3 separate regions of the Mus musculus genome follow, and all the other regions are linked to region 2. A link is a contact called in public Hi-C data. All regions are on one chromosome and are shown on one strand. Each heading gives the region's core, a stretch centred on a gene start, on an enhancer-like site or on the middle of the called end of the contact. The rest is flanking DNA. Distances are from core to core; before and after follow the strand shown.

Region 1 (3,034 bases), core at 309-2,808, 790 kb before region 2:
AAATGAATGTTTTTCCTTGGTCATAAATCTGTCCCAATCTTTTCTGCTTTCTTATTCTAGTGCAATCAGCCTGTAACACATAAAGGTTTACAGAGCCCTATTTGCAGCTCTTCAGAGAGTCAGAAGTTACTTGTGTAAATTTAGGAATTCCATAAACCTAGTATCAGGAACTATAAAAATTTCAGTTTGTCAACACAGCACTATTACGTGATAAGATATCTTTATTGAACTGCAGGGAATCTGCCCAACAGGGTAGGCTAATACCCAGGAATCATTAGGCTATGTAATAGTGACAGGAAAGGCATACCAGCAGGAAGAAGAAATCCTGGGATAAAAATCTCTGAAGATCCTGCAAATCAGAGCTTACCCATTGCAGCTGTGCAAAGCAGTGGGCCATCTCCAGAAAACCTACTTGTTTGTCTTTAGCCTTTCCTCAATGACTTCTGGCAGTTGAGTTCGAGGCCAGCCTGGTCTACAGAATGAGCTCCAGGACAGCCAGGGCTACACAGAGAAACCCTGTCTTGAAAAACAAAAATAAAAAAAAACAAACAAAAAACCCACCCCCCCCACAAAACCCAAACAAACAAACAAACAAAAAACAAAAAACAACCAAAACAAACAAACAAAAAGACCCAGCCATTTTAAATTCTCTGTCAAAGAGTTTGCACATATCCATTGCTTTCTGGTCAGTTTTTGATGCCTTATCTTTTAGGTAGGGTAATGGTCCTTTGAGCTGAATAGAAGCACCTATTATTGGACAGATTAGAAGTTTATTCCAGACTTCACTCTGTGGCTTTATTTGTGGCTATATTATATGGGCTGATATGTGGTGTGGTATGTGGTGTGGTGTGGTGTGGTGTGGTGTGGTGTGTGTGTGTGTGTGTGTGTGTGTGTGTGTGTGTGTGTGTGTGTGTGTTTGTATAATTGTGTGTGTGTCCTGAGCCTAGTCTGGTCTTACTCTAACACTAGAGGGTGTGTTCAGTATAGATTTCCTAGAGCCATGGTTGGTATATTATCAATATTTCAGCACTAGAGGGCACCCCAAAACTATATTTGCAGCAATCAGCAGTTGAAGCTGTTTTTCAGGATGGAATGGGTGTTAAAGCAATTTTTACTTTTTGATTTAGACATTTTTAAAGAGGATGTTTCTGTGCTGCCAAGATGGCTCCGATGGCTCTCACTGCCAAACCTGAGCACCTGAGTTCCACGCTGGGACCACGTGGTGGAAGGAGGGAGCCTGCTCCCTGAGGTTGTCCTCTGGTCTCCACATACACAGACACACAGACACACAGACACACAGACACACACACACACACACACACACACACACACACACACACACACACACAAAGAGAGAGAGAGAACAAATGAATATAAAAAATAAAATAAAGAGATTTTCAAATATTAAATATTAATAATTAATATTTCAGATTAAAAAGTGATGACTTTATTTCCAACCCAAATATCAGAAAATTCAACGTGAGTAACCCGTCTGATGAGAGAGAGCAGCTGATCACTGAGGCAGCTTCTTTGAAACAAGATCTTCAGACGATTGTGAATGGCTCTCAGTCTAAGAATACGGACACTTCTTAACCATTCGTTTCTGCATTAAAACACTCTTACTTGTGCAGTGTTGTTTTGAGACACCCACGAGATACTGTTACTCTTCACAATTCTTGTAAACAGCAAAAAGAGCGTGCTGCTAAGCCAGATCTGTCGGACTTACACATGGCTGTGGCTCTTGTAGAGGCGGAGGCTTCAGTCTCAATGACCCGAGTAACAGACTGCCAGGGAAGGCGGGAGACTTGAAGAGGGAGTGGCTGCATCTCACAGCCACACTGCACAGAGGCTATTATTATCATTTACTGACAGGAAAGGGAAACAGAAATAGGAAGTAAGGGATCTGGGCCACTGTTGGTAAGATTAGATTTTTTATTTCCAAAGGCAAGTTTTTTTTTTTTTTCCTTCCCCTTCCTATTTTTAGTTAGAATTGGCACATCATGGCTTGCATTTGGGGTGACTCAGTAGGTGGTTCTTAAGTCCTCTTGTCTCTGATCCTTGTACTATCATCTTAAATTTGCCGAGCCATTTTAGGCTCTTGGACATTGCCCAGAAATGTAAAGTGCTGAGGAGATGCAGGTTGCAACGTCTCTATTCCGTCTGCGCAGAGTCTCCCCCACACTGATACTGGCAAGTCAGATGGACAAGCGCTTTGATGAGTCAGGACACCTTGATATCTTTTTAACTCTTACAACTTTTGCTGTTTTATAAATGAGAAAGCTGACATTAAGGTAGATTAAGCAGTTTCCCTGTGGTAATACCAAATAGTAAGAGGCAGATGTGGTCCTGACATCCAGCCACCTGGCCCCAGTGCCTCTTCAGCAGATTCGACTTTCTCTGGAGGGCGAGGAGCTCTGCCCCTGGTGTCTATTCGGTCTTCCCATACCTTTTCTAAGTTTATACATCGGAGAAAGGTGCCTTAGAAAACAAAGAAGACACAGGACCATGACCGGAGCCACGTGCCATACAGAGCAAGGGAGGGCTGAGGGCTGAGAGCTTCCTCTGCTCTCCAAACAAAGGCTGAGTGTGGGAGACAGATGAAAAATTCACAGTAAAAAGGAAGGCAGTGATAGTGAAACTCTATTTCTTACTTGTTATTTTTTTAATTGGATATTTTATTTATTTACATTTCAAATGTTATCCCCTTTCCCAGTTTCCCCTCTGAAACCCCCCTATACCATCCTCCCTCCCCCTATTCCACCCACCCACTCCTGCCTCCCTACCTTGGCCTTCCCCTACACTGGGCCATCCAGCCTTCCCAAGACCAAGGGCCTCTCCTCCCATTGATGTCTGACAAGTCCGTCTTCTGCTACATATGAAGCTGGAGCCATGGGTCTCTTCATGTGTACTCTTTGGTTGGTGGCTTAGTTCCTGGGAGCTCTAGGGGGGTCTGGTTGGTTGATATTGTTGTTCCTCTTATGGGGTTGCAAACCCCTTCAGTTCCTTCAGTCCTTTCTTTAACTCCTCCATTGGG
Region 2 (2,940 bases), core at 5-2,504:
TGCTAGGAACACCAGGGTGTGAGGGTCCCTATGGGTAAAAATGCACAAGGTAGGTCCTGGGGTTCCAACCCTCCCTGTAGAGCTGATCCACCTCACCCCAACAACCTGTTATCACTGATCCTCTTCCAGGTCTACAGGCTCAGAGTTCTCAGGGTAGATCCCAGTGATGCTTTTAAAATAATAATAACCACACACATGTGCACACATGCACATAGACAGCTGATGATAGCAGCCTGTAAAAACTACTGTAGTAGAAACAGCTGTAGCCTTGGGGCTGGGGAGGTGGCCATACAAGCATGAGGGCCTGAATGCAGTCCCAGAATCCTCTGGATCCTACAGCACACATCCATTTCGTGGGCAGGGACATGCCACCTTACAGAACCTGTGGTCTCTAGCCACATGAGAGAAACCCCTCTAAAATAAATAAATAAATGGTATAGGATGACGTGATGATACACACCTAATAAATAAATAAATAAATGGTATAGGATGACGTGATGATACACACCTTTAACCCCAGCACCCAAGAAGGCAGGAGGCAGGTCTCTGTGAGTTAGAGACCAGCCTGGTCTACATAGTGGGATATTATCAATAATAATAATAATAGAAGAAGAAGAAGAAGAAGAAGAAGAAGAAGAAGAAGAAGAAGAAGAAGAAGAAGAAGAAGAAGAGGAGGAGGAGGAGGAGGAGGAGGAGGAGGAGGAGGAAGAGGAAGAGGGGAAGAGGAAGAAGAAGAAGAAGAAGAAGAAGAAGAAGAAGAAGAAGAAGAAGAAGAAGAAGAAGAAGAAGAAGAGGAGGAGGAGGAGGAGGAGGAGAGGAAGAAGAGGAAGAAGAGAAAGAAGAAGAAGAGGAGAAGAAGAAAGGAAGAAGAAGAAGAGGAGGAGGAGGAGGAGGAGGAAGAGGAAGAAGAGAGTGATTGAGGAAGACACTTGACAACTTCTAGCCTACACACACACATATACACTCACACCTACACACCCATCCACACACACATCCACACTCCCTCCCCCCATCCCAATCCACTCACAATTGTTGCCATGGAGAAATTAAGGGAGTTAGTTTCTATGTGCTCTAGTGGAGGCTTAAATATTTTTTTAAAGTCATATTAGTAGTTAATACTTTTAATAGCACCTGAGTATACATCTCTTAAATATCAATAGCCAGTCAAATGGCTGTCCAGGAACTGAAGCCACCCACTCCTGCTGCCGTCTGAATCCCCACCACTAGATGGCAGACACACACCAGACTTCCTGTCATTTAGGTTAGACCTTTGCAGCAGCTGAATTCAGTTTTCCAGTGATCCCGGAGAACCAGCACATTTCTTAGCATCCTTCACAGGTTTGGTTTGCTTTTTGGAGGGGTGTTTGTCTGTCTGTCTGTCTGTCTGTCTGTCTGTCTGTTTAAGTATGAGTGAACACATAACAAACACAGGAAAAATCTAGTGTGATTTTACAATGGAGGCCGTTTACTTCAGAGGAAGCAGATGGCACTGGGAGGGCTCCTCTGAAATGCACACGTGTGATGAGCATCCCGTCCAGGCAGGGGAGCTGTCACCAGGTGCTGGCTTGCCCCAGCCAGGACAGTCAGAACTCAACACACAAGTCCTTGGAGCCACTGAATCCAAACAGTACAAGTCAGGGCCCAGGGTAGATGTGGTGTTTACATAGAGGGTAGTTTTATGTTCCTAAGATGTATATACCAGGGCTTAGTCCTGTCTCTAATGGGTTCCCATGTTATTTTAGCTCATGGTTTATTGAAATATGTATGTAAGTATACACGCAAGACTAGGGTAACAGCTAGCTCATAGTTTCGGTTTTGCAATGTTGGGGATTGAGCCTGGACCTCTTGCTTATGCTAGGCAGGTGCTTTGGTACCAAGAAACATCCCCAGTCGAGAAAATGACCTCTTAAATTGTTCTCTTTGTGGTGGCGAAGGGGCGATTGGGAGGGATTTTTCTGAGATAGGGTCTTTGTATGTGACCCAAGATGACTTCAAATTTGTCATCTTGCCTCAGCTTAATATTGGGGTCACAGGTATGTGCCATTAACTTAAACTTTAGATCCGCCTTAAAGCACCTAAACACCCCCAGCATATCGTGAAGGAATCCACCTACCCTAGTCTCTTGAAGCCTACAATGCCATGTTCCAAGACCCTCTCTCTACTCCTTGTATTGAAGCCATTGTCTGCAAGCCAGCCCATTGATGGCTTCATTAAAGCAATGTTAATCTGGAGCTAAAACTGGGAGACTCACAACTACCTGTGACTTCAATTCCATGGCATCTGATGCCCTCTTTTGGCCTGAGGATACCATGCAAACAAGCGGTACCGATATACCATGAAGGCAAAACAGCCATACACATAGAAAGAATTAAGAGCAGCATCACTGCCCTGCCTCACCAGCAAAACCACCCTAGGGAAAGAGGGGACACTGCTGAGGCTCCTATCCAGAGGCCTGCCTAGTTCCAGGGTTAGCAAAAAGCAAGCATCTGGAAAGACAGGATGAGAAGTAGAGATGAAGGGAAGCTAAGACATGGGAACTGTCAGGAACGACAAAGAGCAAAAGCCAGTTGTGTGAAAGGCCCTGGATGTAGGTCTTTTAAAAACAGGAATAAGCTGGATGTGATTGTGTGTGCCTTTAATCCCAGCACTTGGGAGGCTGAGGCAGGTGGATCTCTCTGAGTTCAGAGGCCATTCTGGTCAACATGGCACAGGGCTATATAGCAAGACTCTTACCTCAAAGAACCAATCAATCAATCAATAAATAATCAAGCAAGAATAGAAAGGCTGGAGCGATGCCTCAGTAGTTCAGAGCACTTACTGCTCTTTCAGAGGATCCAGGTTTGGGTCCCAGCACCCACATGGTGCCTCACTCCAACACTTTGTGCGTTGCATGCACATATATAGTACACATACATACATACATGCACATGTATGTTTTAA
Region 3 (2,767 bases), core at 82-2,581, 590 kb before region 2:
CTTCAACTCCCTTAGGCACAATATGGTCTCTCAACACATGTTGTGAATCTCTGAGGGTTTTAAAGTTCCCACATACTCAGAAGAGTGACAAAAATATATAAAAAGGAATGACATCTTACATCTGGATTTCCCTTATACATTCAGAATCCAGATCCATCATGTGAATTAAACTACCAAGGAGTACATATAAGCCGTAGTATATGAAACTCCATTGCTTACTTCTTGATTCCAATCTACATAAACTATCTTCTCTAGATACTAATTCTGTATACAATTATTCCTTTTGGTTATTGGTATGTAAACATGTTACTAATTTTGTAAATTGTAAATACCTGAGAATAAAAGGCCCCTCTTCAAGACACCTACTAGTCCCAGTACTCAGGAGGCCAAGGAAAGAGAATTACAATAAGTTCAAGGTCAGCCTGGGCTATGAAATGAGTTCAAAGCTAGCTTAGGCTACGAAATGAAGCCCCATCTCAAAAAAAAAAAATATGCCAAACAAGAGACCACCTTGTCAAATTATCCCTGGGTAAAAGAAACACAAATAGACAGTGCCTTGACTTAAAATAAATAAATAAATAAAAACTTTTCACAATGTTGAGAGGAGATAAATTTGTATTATTTAAGATAAACATAAAAAGAGTGAATGAAAGTAGCCAAGTGAGGGAGAAATAAATGTATGCAGGCTAAGTAAGGCAGCAGTATGGCTCTTATCACCAAATTCATGGATGCAGGGGAGGAGTGGTCATCATTGATCTTACCCAGCTGTGAACCTTAGTGAAAGGCAATTCCAATCTGCCAGGCAAGCCTTGGTCACTGGTACCACAGCAGCAAGAATGATATGTGAGCAACCACCACCCTCTGATTGGATCTGAGGCCTGCTCCACAGGAGGAAATGCATGCCTCATCCTAGACACTCAGCCATAACTCCATGAGTGAAGAGTTTCAAGGCCATAGGAGAGTATTTACTAGTGTGTAGTTAAACTTGTGTGACTCCAAATTGCTTTCTAGATATTTGTGTTTATACTCTTACACAAATATTGCTACTCTCAGCCTTAATCCACAGTTTCTCTTTGTAATGGGTGGTGGTGAGTTCATGACTTGTGGGTCTGAGAACAGGCAATGGATAAGCACTCAACCCTAAGCAGGGTATTTGTATCACACACTTTAAGGCTTAGGAAATACCAAGGAGGACCAGAAGATAAACCAGATCTGCCAGAAGAGGAAGAGAAGGGCTGCAGGATGCTATTTTCTGGGTATGATGCACCCTTCTTTGTTCTGTTTTTAAAATTTTAAAACATTACCCAGGGTTACCTAAGAGAACGTTCATGCAAGTATATGATCTATTTTAAGCTTATGACCCCTGACTTCCCTACACTTCCTCTCTCACGCCATTGTTCCCTTTAGTTACACAGATTGTTTTGTTCCTATTTCCATGTCACCAACACATATGATTTTATGTATCTGTACTGTCTGGGACAACAAATGAGGGAAAAATACAATACAACTACCCTTTTCATTTATATCTATACTCTTGCAAGTGGCATACCTTATTCTTGTTTAGGACTAAAAACTCCATTGTGAACAAAATACACATTTTAACTCTATTTCCGTGGATGCCTACATCTTGTCTCTAACCTAGCTACTGTGACTAGGGATTGCAATACATGCTAATGTCCAGTTTGACTCTGTGATGCCTGGAGTTTTTGGGTAAATGCTGAGAAGTGGTATATCTGGTAGGTACAAGTTAAGGTTTTAAAAAAACTCTATTCTTATTTCCACAGTGAGTTTACCTTCTACTCATCATGTAGACTTGGTGTTCTGTGGTTATTTAACTCATAATGTCAGATTTAGGTTCCACAGTCAGCTCCATGTGAAAAATGATGTCACTGAACTAAAATTATCATATTAGGGCTCATTTAGTTGCAAACTATATAAAGAGTAAAATCAAATATCCCCCTCTGAACATGTTTCATTTACTTTAACAGAAAAGTAGGCTCCTTACCCTTTGGCCATTATTTGATGATTCTTTCTGTTGATGTCGGCTATCATGGCTCTCCTTGAGGGCAACTTTTTTATTCCTGAGAAAACAATATATAAACATTGAAAGGTTGACAGGAGGACCAAGGTACACACATAAACAAAAATAAAGGTTTTGAAATAGAATGAAATTGTCAGACCTCTATAAAATTAATAATCAAAACCTCATGTTTAAGGAGCTCCAAAGGAAGAGAATTTCTTTTACACCGTCATGCCCAGGATGTCACTTACGTTACCTAGCTTTCCTTTAAGATAAAAAGTGTTTAAACTTTTCTTAGTTTAAATGTACACTCAACATCCCTGAATACTATGAATGCCTTTGAGGTGTTTTTTATTGTCTTTCAAAGATCCTTAACCTAACCTGGGACGTGACTCAAGGTCTCATGTATAAGAACATTGCCTAGCATTGAGCTTACATCCCAAATGCATTTTTTCTGTGTGTTGAGTTAAGAGAAGATCTCTTAGTTTTTATTGTGCTTTCTGAAAGTACATACTGATGGAAGAGCACCCTGCACTTTGACAACTACATTTTGAAAGGAGATCAAGTAATTGCACACAGAAATTCTGCATGTATGAATGTGCCACAGACAAAGAAGATACAACAAACAGAATGTTAAATTATGCTAGAGAGACAAGACAGAGTGTAGCAGACATGATACTTATAAACTGTTTGCCTTGTTGCTTCTCCAGGTGCCACATGGTGTGAGTATCTGCAAAAATATGACCT

What was found. Hi-C and Micro-C count contacts between places; a contact is called where the count stands out from the background.
Region 1: a Hi-C map of bone marrow-derived macrophages shows a contact between it and region 2, with 14 read pairs. The contact joins two enhancer-like sites. A contact is called at or near these places in 4 of 39 promoter capture datasets (cranial neural crest, embryonic stem cells, hippocampal neurons and 1 more), 3 of 15 datasets of contacts at CTCF or cohesin (hippocampal excitatory neurons, large pre-B cells and pro-B cells), 93 of 484 Hi-C or Micro-C datasets (3T3-L1-derived adipocytes, the AtT-20 cell line, B cells and 60 more), 10 of 115 datasets of contacts at active chromatin or transcription factors (astrocytes, bone marrow-derived dendritic cells, bone marrow-derived macrophages and 7 more) and 3 of 9 other capture datasets (adipose tissue, liver and macrophages).
Region 3: a contact with region 2 is called in a Hi-C map of bone marrow-derived macrophages, with 12 read pairs. The contact joins two enhancer-like sites. A contact is called at or near these places in 1 of 39 promoter capture datasets (the C10 cell line) and 1 of 484 Hi-C or Micro-C datasets (bone marrow-derived macrophages).

Annotation. Positions count from the first base shown.
Region 1 is chr1:166,428,158-166,431,191 of GRCm38.p6, forward strand. No RefSeq gene overlaps it. Among named protein-coding and RNA genes, the nearest start is that of Gm39694, 3.0 kb to the right of the region's middle. Within about 2 kb of position 1,559, at least 26 of the 459 cell types and tissues checked have an H3K27ac peak or open chromatin away from gene starts, as enhancers often do. A contact at or near this core is called in the Ba/F3 cell line, the CH12 cell line, Th1 cells and 1 more, where this site is marked.
Region 2 is chr1:167,219,512-167,222,451 of GRCm38.p6, forward strand. No RefSeq gene overlaps it. Among named protein-coding and RNA genes, the nearest start is that of Gm46170, 46 kb to the right of the region's middle. Within about 2 kb of position 1,255, at least 28 of the 459 cell types and tissues checked have an H3K27ac peak or open chromatin away from gene starts, as enhancers often do. A contact at or near this core is called in the Ba/F3 cell line, the CH12 cell line, Th1 cells and 1 more, where this site is marked.
Region 3 is chr1:166,630,655-166,633,421 of GRCm38.p6, forward strand. Gm4847 (predicted gene 4847) reads right to left here. Exons shown (of 9, transcript NM_001164312.1): 8 at 2,006-2,081. Among named protein-coding and RNA genes, the nearest start is that of Gm4847, 16 kb to the right of the region's middle. Within about 2 kb of position 1,332, at least 5 of the 459 cell types and tissues checked have an H3K27ac peak or open chromatin away from gene starts, as enhancers often do. A contact at or near this core is called in bone marrow-derived macrophages, where this site is marked.